2 separate regions of the Sus scrofa genome follow, and region 2 is linked to region 1. A link is a contact called in public Hi-C data. All regions are on one chromosome and are shown on one strand. Each heading gives the region's core, a stretch centred on a gene start, on an enhancer-like site or on the middle of the called end of the contact. The rest is flanking DNA. Distances are from core to core; before and after follow the strand shown.

What was found. A called contact is a pair of places that touch in the nucleus more often than the background predicts.
Region 2: a Hi-C map of liver shows a contact between it and region 1, with 6 times the contacts expected there. The contact joins the enhancer-like site here to the promoter of SEMA6A in region 1. A contact is called at or near these places in 1 of 5 promoter capture datasets (liver), 8 of 47 Hi-C or Micro-C datasets (brain, heart right ventricle, liver and 3 more) and 1 of 2 datasets of contacts at active chromatin or transcription factors (skeletal muscle).

The regions. Positions count from the first base shown.
Region 1 is chr2:120,684,947-120,690,498 of Sscrofa11.1, reverse strand. SEMA6A (semaphorin-6A) reads left to right here and starts at 2,902. Exons shown (of 18, transcript XM_005661593.3): 1 at 2,902-4,005.
Region 2 is chr2:120,854,205-120,860,127 of Sscrofa11.1, reverse strand. No RefSeq gene overlaps it. Among named protein-coding and RNA genes, the nearest start is that of SEMA6A, 170 kb to the right of the region's middle. Within about 2 kb of position 4,232, at least 5 of the 83 cell types and tissues checked have an H3K27ac peak or open chromatin away from gene starts, as enhancers often do. A contact at or near this core is called in liver, where this site is marked.

The DNA of each region.
Region 1 (5,552 bases), core at 1,653-4,152:
TGTTCTAGAACACAGTCAGGATTCCTGGTAACAGTGACTCTGATTCCCAGCTACAAACCAGAATTCTCCAAGGAGCTTTAAAAATATCCAGGCCCATGGCCCCCAGTCCCAGCTCAACACCTCAGCATCTCTGTAGCCTGAGGATTTGTCTCATTCAAAAGCTCCCCCACAACTCTAGTGTAAAAAATGGGTTTTAAGACCATTGATTTAAAGCAAGCAGGTGAAGGGAACTCTAGAGAAGGAACTTCAAAGACAGAAACAGAGAGGTTGCCTGACTATGGCTGACAGTGGCCTGAATGTATAAAGTGCACTCCCCAGGTGTCCCCCAGGAACTCATTCCCACCAGGAGTTGAGGGGTAAGCACCAGGAAACTCTTCTCCCAAGTTCACTTCTACCATTGGTGGTAAAGCAGAGCTTCTGACCAAATAGCTGGATATGGCCCTTAAAAGGATGCTGTGTGAGTTTACCTTTTTCTCTCCTCTTCTCCCACCTTGCTTTTCCAAGTGACCTGGGGGAAAGCAGGTTTAAGCATTTACTGAAGAGGGGTTGTTATGGGGCCGCTCCCAGCACTGACCCAAAGCAAGCCGCATCTTTCCCCTGCCTCCATTTGACTCCTGTAAAACATGGTGGGAGGATTGATGTGGAGAAGGACAGTGATGCTAGCTAACCTTGACCCTAGACCTGTGCTTTACACTCACCTCATTTAATCCACACAACCCCTGGGACGAGAATCCTCACTGACAGGTGAGTCCACTGCTCCAGAGAGATAAGTGACTGCCCCAAGGTCACTATCAGTAGGTTACCTAACAAGAGCCTGGCTCCAAAGACCAAGGCCTTCCTCACTCCACTTGGTGCCACTTAACTACAAAACAGCCCAACTTTCCCTACCCACTCTAACACTTGCTGACGCTTTAACTTGTCAGCTTTCTCTCCCTAAAGGGAAAGGGTAGGTTGCAGGCTTCAAAGGCTTTGGAGAGGCAGAGGTTTTACTGAAAAGCAAGGCAGGCTTGTGGGAGTCTGCGCACAGAAGGGGAAATGACATCATGAGGTTTCCTAGGGCAGCCTCCCCACAGGTGCTCCCCTGAGGGCTTCAGAAGGGACACAATAGCTGGCTTTTCTGCCATCTCCGGGAGCATCTCTCCCCTGGCAAGTGGAAATGTAATCTCACCTGGTCAGTTCCACAAGTGCCTAATTAGATGGTGAAACTTCAAGATTTCGTCATTGCCAGGAAGATTCCGAGTGGTATTTCTTAGCCTTGCACAAGTTAACTCAAATTCTTGTATTCCCTAATTTTAAATTAGGTAAATTTAATTTCTCGTTTCTTGGCTCAGCGTTACTGCAAATTAAACATGCAAGTATTAATAATGAAAATAACTTCCCTTTAAAAACATATCCTGAAACTCGATGTGGGGCACTTCCAATACATCCATAAAGCAAACAAGACAGCTTAATTGTTTGTTTCTCCAAGGGAAGAAGCTAAACCCGGAATTAATTTGGTTCAGCCTGTGAAACAATTCGTTTGCTCTGCCTAATTCTGCCAATTAAAAGAACTTTTCCCAGACCCAGTCAGCATGTAAATCAGAGGCAGAGAGCAAAGAAGGGGCCTCGGCGACCCGGTCTGAATGGAGACGCTGTACAGAGAATCCCTGGGACCTCTTGGGCCCGATCTGCAGACTGCGGGACCGCGCAGGGGGCGCATGGATCAGCTTGAGGTTTTACGTCGAAATCTGGTCGTTACATAGCGCAGCCGAGCATCCAGCGGTCGCGGCCGGCGAGGGCCTCTGCCTGGGTGCCGACTGGATTCGAAAGGCACGTCCACGACCCAGTTCCCCACCAGTGCGCGGGAGCGCGCTACCAAGTCCGCCGCCCCCACGCCCCAGCCCTCTCCCGGAGCGGGCTCCGCCCCCCATGGCCGCAGCCCTCGGCTCCCAACCCCCAGTCACTACGGATCCGCCGCGGTTTTTGCCTGGGAAAGGTGAGGATAGCGGCCCCTGCCGGCAGCTTCGGCAAAAGCCTTTTTCCACTCAACCATTCTCCCCACCTTTTCTAAATGGTTTGTGGAAATATATTTTTTAATTTATTTAATAACTTACTTATTATAAATCTTTACATATGTATATTTTTATTATTTGTGAGCCCCCACGAGCAGATGTAACTTTGTTTCCTTGTATGAACTGCAAAAAAGGGGGACTTGGTTCCTAGCCCCAATTAGGGAATAGGTACAGTATCTAATGCGTTTATTAGGCCTAAAGGCGAGGGGGGACCCTGATCTCCCTCCCAATGCTTTTCTCGGCCAAGCCCAAAACTAGTAAATATTGACTGGAGAACTGCTTGGTCGCTCCGAGTTACTTTCTTTAAAGGCTGTGGCTTACAGCCCTCACCACGCGAGAAGCCCACTTGGGGAACAACACGCTACCATGCGCGCAGCGGCCGGGGGAGGGGGACATCGTGTGGCCTGGCCAATTGGCCCAAGCCTGTAACTGCAAAGCTTTTTGGCGAGTGAACTTTTAAGAGACAGAAAAAGGCTGTGCCTGCCATTCTTCTGGTGGTGTTAACAAAAGCGCCTTGGAAGAAGTTGCGATTTACTTATTCCATGAAGCTGTTGGATTCTCGCTGGAATTGTGTTTTATTTCTGAAGTTTACATAATTGTTTCTAAGAATAGTTTACATATTTCCTACGTTTAAAAACATCATCGTTGTTAACAGCATTCTTTGCACTACAATTTGTTTGCTTAACATGCTTTATTAACGTGTTGTGTTATAGGTATGTTAACTAATAGTTGTGTTCATATTTTCGAGGTGTTTTTTTAAGCGCACCGGCTTCTATCCAGTTCATCTGGGTGCGTGGAGCTTCCATCACTTCTGGAATCCACCTTTGATACTGTAATCAGAATTAGAAACACTTGCCATTCACTTACCCTCATCCTTTAAAACTTTTCCATTTAAGAAAATCGATGAACAAATCCCTTCTTGTAACTCGCTCCTGCAATACGTCTATTTTTATTTATTTTTCTGATTTGGCCGTGCTCAGCAATGCTGTCCGGGATTTTTTTTTCCTCGCTAGAGCAAATGCCAGGGGTGGGGGAGGCGAGGGCTGGGATCCTGCCGGCATTGCCCCCGCAGGGACCTCCGCCTAGCGCGTGGTGGGGCCCGGAATAGTGGTGGAAGGAAGCTGCACTGGCCAGTCGGTCCAAGGCTCCACCTACGGTCACATGGCGTAGATTCTCTCCCCCTCCACCTCGATCACTCGCGTTCACTCCTAGAGACCACTGCTCTCCTTTGGGTCGGAGAAGACGCCAGCCAAAGGAGGCGGGGTTGCAGGAGGAGAGTCCGCCTTGCGCAATCCAGTCCGGGACTTGGCTCCGCCCTGGAGCGGAGGCCTCTCCGGTGACAGAGGAGTAGTGAGCCGCACGGGGTGAGGCTGCAGCCAACTCCGCTCCCCGCGCACTCGGCTGTCCAGGCGCTCGGGACGCAGCAGCGGCGCTTCTCCGCGGGGCCGACCGCCCGCGATGCCCGCTTAGGAGTGGCGGCAGCGGCCAGCGTCGCCACACCCGCGGGGTAGCGCTCCCGGTCGGCGAGCGGGGCTAGAGCATATACCCTTGCCCCAGCCCCCACCCCGCCCCCCACCCTGAAATGACTTGTTAATCGGCGCAGACACTACCGAAGGGACTCGCTGGAGTGGAATCCAAGTGGAATTTGGATTTGAAGAAGAGTTTCTTGAACATTTACTCCTTTCTTGTTGGTTTTTTTTTTCTTTCTTTTTTCCTTTTCCCTTCTCCGCTTGTCATTGGAGATGAACCCAGAGCATTTGCATCCCAGAAAGTAGTCGCCGCGACTGTTACCCCAAAGAGACAAGCACATATGTAGGAATGACAAAGGCTTGCGGAGGAGAGAGCGCAGCTCGCGGCCCAGAGAGAACCCCTTGATAATGGATTACTAAATGGGATACACGCTGTGCCAGCCCGCTCCGAGCCCCGGCCGCCTGCCCGTCGATGCACCGAAAAGGTACGGCTGGGGCGTCCCGGCGCGCCCCACCTCCCGGGCAGCTCCGCTCCCTCCTGCGGGTCCCAGGGCCGCGGTAGGCAAAGCGCTCTCGGCTTTGTGGTGCCTGCGTTTTATTTTGTCTTGTGTCTGTCTCTCGAGCGTTGCTCGGCCCTGGGGGAGCAGCTGTGAGCCCTGCCCGACGTTCTTCTCCGCCCTGCGCCCCAGAGACCGCCGGGCTCCGTGTTGCAAGCTTCCCCACCCGCGCCGCGCACATGCCGGGCGCCGCCCGGGACCCCGACCTCGCGGACAGTTGCCTGGCCCTGGGATGTGTGTGCAGGACCCGGGGGCTCATCCTCATTTTCGGGCCAGCAGGCAATAGAGAGGCCCGAAAAGGGTGAGGTTCTTGGAAGCTCCCTGTCCTGGTGCGAAGGCAGGGGAAGGGGTTCTGGCCCCGAGGACTGGAGGAGATTGGATAGAAGAGCGCTGCTTTCCCTCAGCACCAGGTTTGGGTTCAGGGGTGGGAGAAGGGGTTCCATAGATACGGTGGGGAAGCGAAGAGAATCTTTTGTTGTCGGCGCGGTGTCTGGGCTGGGCTCAGTGGAGTGCGGGAAACTTGTAATGGCCTTGGCACCCGCGCACCCTGCCACTTGGTGACATCCCGGCTGGCTCCCGCGGCCGCTGGCACCAGAGGTTCCGGGCTTTGTTTGCTCGAATGAGTGGCCTCCTCCCGGTGTTGCGCGGCGCCCCCGCCCTGGGTCCTATCCCCCGCTGAAGCTCCCTTCTGGGCGGCGAAAACCGCATCTGTCGCGTCTGCGTCCCCCTCAAGCACGGAACTCGCCCCACCGGGGCTCGCACCCGCGGTACCCTCTTCCAAAATCAACGAGGTTCTTCTCTGGAAAGGACGTGTCCCGGGAGGCGGCAAGGTGGGAAGACCTGGCAAGAGATGGCTCAGTACTAGCTAACGAGACCAGACAAGAGCTTTGCCCGGGCCCCAGTCCTGAATTGTCCGAACTACTTGCTGTAGTCTGGAGGGCTGCCTCGCTGGCAGTGGGGCGCTCGGGGAGCAAACCCGACAGTACCCAACCACCCTGCATGACCCTTCTGGGAAGTGTCTATTTTCCAGATTCTCCGCTTTTTTTTTTCTTTTCTCAGCTCACTGTGGTACACGGTGCAAAGCAAGATCCTGAGGTCCGTTCCCTCCTAACACGACCGGAACGGTGCAGGGGGGAGCCAGGGAGCACAGTCCTGGACTTACGGGTATCAGGAAAGGAAACAGGACGCCGCTGTCTTTTCCTGCTCCCTCGCCGCCCCTCGGTCCGGTGCCGCCTCCCCCCGCCCCTTCCCCCTTCCAGCAAGGGGTCACTCTACCTGGCGCTTCCGGAAAGTTTCTCTGAAGACTAGGGGTGGGGGGCACGCGAGATTCGGGGCTCAGCATGTGCAGCCGGGAGGAAACCAAGCCCTCAGGGAGGTGGACAGACCGCCCAAGATGCAGCTAGGAGGTAGGAGCCGGCCCTTGGGAGAGTGGCATCCTTGGCTGATGGTAAGCTTCGTTGGGGTGATGGCCCTGC
Region 2 (5,923 bases), core at 2,983-5,482, 170 kb before region 1:
CTCACTGTGGGGTAGACTGTACGAACTGTTCCTGTTTATGATTTGTTTATAACTTGACAACAAAACAGAAAACTCAGTACAATCTCTCATATTGGAAGAGTACAATGTCATGGATTAAAAGCAAAACAAAAAGACTTTGATTTAAGAATGAGTAAAGGGATTGATTCCTTCATGTAACATATTTATCTTCCTAATTACTTTATGCTTGGGCTAAATTTAAGAACAATGTCGCCTGCCATAAAAAAAGAATGAAATAATTCCATTTGTAGCAACATGGCAGACCTAGAGATTATCATATTAAGTGAAGTCAGACAGAGAAAGAGAAATATTATATAATATCCAATATAATATTGGAATCTTAAATATGATGCAAATGACCTAATCTACAAAACAGGAACAGTTTCGCAGACAAAGAAAATAGACTTGTGGTTGCCAAGGGGGATCACAGGGGTGGGGAGCTAAAATAGGAGTTAGGGACTAACATACAGACACTACTAAATACAAAATATGTAACCAACAAGTACCTGCGTATAGCACAGGAAATTATACTCAGTATCTTGAAACAACTTATAATGGAAAAGAGTATGAAAAAGAAAATGTATTTATGGGTGTCTGTATGTGTATATACTTTGCTATACACTTGAAACTAACATAACATTGTAAATTGACTTCAACTTGAAAAGTAAAACAAGGGGTTCCCATCGTGGCTCAGAGGGTTAAGGACCCAATATTTTCTCCATGAGGATGCAGGTTTGGTCCCAGGCCTTGCTCAGTGGGTTAAGGAACTGACATGGCCATGGCCATGGCTGTGGCACAGGCCACAGCTGAAGCTCCAATTCAATCCCTAGACCAGGAACTGCCATATGCCCAAGGTACAGCCATAAAAAGAAAAAGAAATTAAATGAAAAGTAAAAGAAGAAGAAGAAGAAAAAACAATGTTCCTTTTTATGCACCTATCACTGTCATAAAGGAAAGGGGGGAAGAATGTAAAAGCATGTCAGAAAAGAACAGGCAGTATGAAATTTTAAGGTTTCCTAGGGGAAAAAAATCCACAAAACTGATGATCTGTACAAAGAAAGCAAAAAGCTAATGGTACAGAATTAAACCTACTTGTCCATCATCTTTTGGTATTTCTCTTCTCTCACCTGTTTGATTACCTCTCCCCCTTTTCCAAATGCCACTCCCATAATCCTCCAGATGTTGACCTGCTCATTCGGCTCCCTGGTCATTTCCTCCTTTGAGCTGGCCTGGTCTAGAGGAGCTCAGGTATCCAGTGGGTCTTGGCTCAGTATCCTTTCACTCTGAAAACGTGAATTCACCGTTGCATCTTCTGCAGAGATTCCTGGCCCCTGGCTGCCTCTCCCACTTTACTTCCTACCCTCTTTCTCTTGATTCACAACTGGCCTTCTCACCTCCCCTGAATACACCAAACACATTCCTGCCCAGAACACGGACACTTACTGTCCCCTCTCTCTGAAATAACTGTCCTCCAAGTCTCCACAATGTTCGGTTCCTCACTTCAAATATTTTTCTCAGATTACTCATTCTTGACCGCTCTACCTGCTTTCTCTCTCTTTTACAGCAGTTTCAAAAGCAGAGATTATGACATGTATTTTTATATACTGTCTCTTCCCACTAGAATGTAAATACCATGAAGCTAGAGACTATGTCAGCTGACTCTTGCTGAATAATAAACCACCCACATACTGAGAGTCTAAGAACAACAGCCATTTATTTAGATCCTAACTCTGGCAATTAGGTTTGACATTTTGGGCTGGGCTTAGCTGGGCGGTCCTCTGGTCTGGGGAAGGTTTGGTTGATCTTAACTAAAGCTTACTCAAACATGTAGATTCATTAACAGAGTCAGCAGAAGGCTGGCCAGCTCGAGGCTGGCCCATTTGTTACTTTTCTAAGTGACATCTTACCCTCTGGCTGCCTAGCTTGGGCTTATTCGTGTGTTGGTCAAGGTTTGAATGCACAAGTGCTTTTCCTACCTCTGAATGAGTCACATTTGTGACAATACCATTGAACGACCCAGATTCAAAGGGTAGAAAATAGATTCTGTTTCTTAGTTGGAAGGACCTGCAACATCACTTGGTCCTAAACGCAAGGAGAGGAAGTTGTGGTTATTTTTACAAACTCTTTCAGGGACTCATTTCTGAGCCTCTAGCCTCTCAAACAGTGGCTGGCTTAGAGCAGGCTCTCAGTAAACACTTCTTTTTTTTTTTTTTTTTTTTTTTTGTAGTGTAAGAAGTATAATGTTGTCCGCATCAAACTTATATAATGTTATAAGCCAATGTTACCTCAACAAAAGTTAAATTAAAAATAAAATAGGAGTTCCCATGGTGGCGCAACAGAAACAAATCCAACTAATAACCACGAGGTTGCAAGTTCGACCCCTGGCCTGGCTCAGTGGGTTAAGGATCTGGCATTGCTGTGAGCTGTGATGTAGGTCGTGGACACAGCTCGGATCTGGCGTTGCTGTGGCTGTGGCCTAGGCCAGCAGCTACAACTTCAATTAGACCCCTAGTCTGGGAACCTCCATGTGCTCCATAGCCCTGGGTTATTTGATTTTTGTTGTTGTATGTTGCCATGCTTGAGGGGAGGGAGGATGCTGTTCTGCAAGCAGAAACAGCATCAATAAACCCCTCTTAAAAGAATAGAGGAAACTCCAGAGGGCTAAGAAACAGCAAACACAAAATTGCCAGAACATCATCACAGGCGGATGCTGGTGCTGTGACCACCGCCACTATATTCCACCAGCGTTCCTGGCCCCACCACTCCTGCAGAAGATAAACCCTCAAAGGTTTTTCTTTGCACCGCTAGCTCAAGGCAGGAACTGATCTAGAGCTTCTGACTTGCCACCTAACTCAAGTGACTGCTCTGGCGCTCACATGTGGGGGAGAGGAGGTGAGGCTACAAATACTCACACACACTGGGGAGATGCTCACACAATAAGAAGATGGCAGACTCACAGATAGAGTCTAACCAAACTCATGGTTACCAGTGGGGAGAAGGCATAGGGGTGGAGCAACCTGGGGTGGGGGGAGTTGGAGGTTGGGGATAAGATAAGCTACAAGGAAATGGTGTACAACACCAGGAACATAGCCAATATTTTATAATAACTATACATGGAGTATAACCTTTAAAAATTGTGAATCACTATATTGTACATCTGTAACATGTAATATTATACAGCAATTATACGTCGATTAAAAAAATGTAAAATTTTTTAAAAAGAAGGAGATGGGTTCTGGAGACACGAGTCCTCCCCATACCACCATCGACACCAAGTAGATACATGCTTTAGAAACTTTCCCAAAGAATTTTCGTTGTTGTTGTTAATTGTTAACAATGGCTGATACCTATTGGAACTGCACTCACATACACAGACACAAATATTAAGTGGCAGATGAGGGAAGCTTTGAATTCAGCCAAATAACTACTCTTTCCAGAAACAGCTGTTTAGTGAATGAATTACTTATTTTCTTTTAAAAAATCATTTGGATTGCATATAGAAGCGGCCAAGTTCTCTGTGTACAGAATGCTTACTTGCTATTTGTCTCACAAAGGGATCATTAGAATGAGTGGATAAAAATGCACTGTAACTATCATTTAAAGTAGTCATATAGAATAACACACAAAGACCCTGTACTTCTGTCACTTGAATAAATGTGTGCATTAAACAGTAGAATACCTAGAATTGGTTCCTGCCATGCAGAGCAGTAGACAATTTCAGTTGTATTACTTAGAGACTTAGAAGCAATAATAGGAGCTCATGGCCTTTAAATCAAAGCTTCTTAAGAGGAAAAGAGAAGCTACAGAAAATACCTAACCCATAAAAAACTGGTATAATTTTTCATGATCTCCTCCAGCGTTTAGAAGACAGTTATATAACCACCACCACCACATACACACACAGAGACACACTGAATAGTGAGTGCCCCAATTTGGATCCAATGTTACTTTTCATTCTTTTATCTATCTGGTTCTAGAAAGGAAAAACATGCTGGTGAACCTGAGGCTCAGCATGATGCCCATTCAGGATGAAACCCTTAACTTCAAAGACCAAGGAAGCATATACAGGTTGGGCAAGACCCCAGCTCCTGCCCCATCTCCCTGCCAGTAATTTCTGGCCTCATTTTCAAGTGCCAGCACCTGCATTTCTCTGCCTGCGGGCTTTCTGTAACCACAGGAGCCTGCTTTCCTGCCTACTCGGCAGGCCAGCAACAGCAGCGAACTAACACTCCCACCAAGTGGCCTCGACCCACCAACAACCTTGGGAGAAGGCTATCCTCGCCCTTTGACCAGCAGAGCTCTGGGGCACATGTTCACCCACAGGAACAAACGTCTATCAGGTTTCCGCAGCGGGTGGGAGCTCGGAGAGCCCTCACAGTCACTGCTTACTAAAGCAAGCTTTAGCGGCGCTCTCTCCTTTCCTGTTTTATCCCTAGAGTCCATTGCCAGAGACCCTTCACCTCCAACAACTGCTGACTCAGAGGTGGTTTATAGAGGGACCCAAACTAATACAAAGCTCCAGCCTTTCAACCATCCCGTTTCCTCCAACACACAGGTGTTTCCCTAATACCTTAGGTTGGTCCTTGAAGCTCCTTGGTCTTAAGATGAGGTCAGGTGAAAATGCGGATCCGTTGAGAGAGGCCCCCCCCCAGCAAGCACTGTAGTCCATGCATACCTTAGAGAGCACAAAGGATGTGACCCCAAGCTGGGTGGATGGGACTGAATGAGAGAAGCCAAGAGCAGGGTGTGGAGGGGGCCACACAGGAAAGAGGAAGGAGGGTGCTCATCCCTCCACTCTCCTCCTTGGCTGGGAAAAGTGGTCCTAGGGTGCACGCGGCTCTAACGCCAATCAGAATTCTGCAGCTGAGACCAGTCCCCTTGATTTCACTAGCCAGTGCCGAGCTCTCCTAAACCTTCATAGCCTCATCTTTAAAATGGAAATAGTGGCGCTCCCCCTGATGCAGTGGGTTAAGGATCTGGCATTGTCACTGCAGCGGCTTGGATAGCTACTGCAGTGCGGGAACTTCCACATGCCATGGGCGTGGCCAAAATAATGAAAATACTAATAATGATAATAATGCCATTTACCGCAGAAAGTTATTAGAATTAAATGAAATATTCCATGCAAGGCACTAAGCACAGTGCTTGGCACATAATAAGTTTAACCATTATCTTATCATGAATTAACACTTTCTCATGATAAATGATAAATTATAATTATGAATTATAATTTAAAACGGTGTGGTTTACACCTTGTTTTTTTGTTTTTGTTTTTTTGTCTTTTTAGGGCCACACCCACAGCATATGGAGGTTTCCAGTGTAGGGGTCGAATAAGGAGCTGTGCTGCCAGCCTACACCACAGCCACAGCAATGCCAGATCCGAGCCACGTCTGCAACATACATTACAGCTCGTGGCAACACCAGATCCTTTAACCCATTGAGTGAGGCCAGGGATCAAACCTGCGTCCTCATGCATGCCAGTCAGATTTGTTTCCACTGAGCCATGAAGGGAGATCCCTACACCTTGAATTTTTGATTTGTCCTCCTAACCTGCCAAAGGAGGCAAGACCCAAAGCCAGGTCAGAACTGCTGCTCTGTTGCTCTGGCTTCTCCTCATCCCTCACTCAGCGGCGCGCACACACACCAGCCCTGCTGACTGTTCTGGTCCATTTCCTTCCTGAACTGTGACACAGGAACCCCAGAGCAAGGGTGTGGAGAGACAGGATCTCACATGCTTTGAAAGATGCAGAGCAACGACAATGAAAACAAAACAGAAGGGAGAAAAACCATAATACTTGTGGATGCAAGGTTAAACTCTCGTGTAAGAAGCCCATTACCCCACATCCTCTCCTGTCCAGCGCCTCTTCACTGCGTGAGCCATTCTGCAGCATCGGCAGCCTTCCAG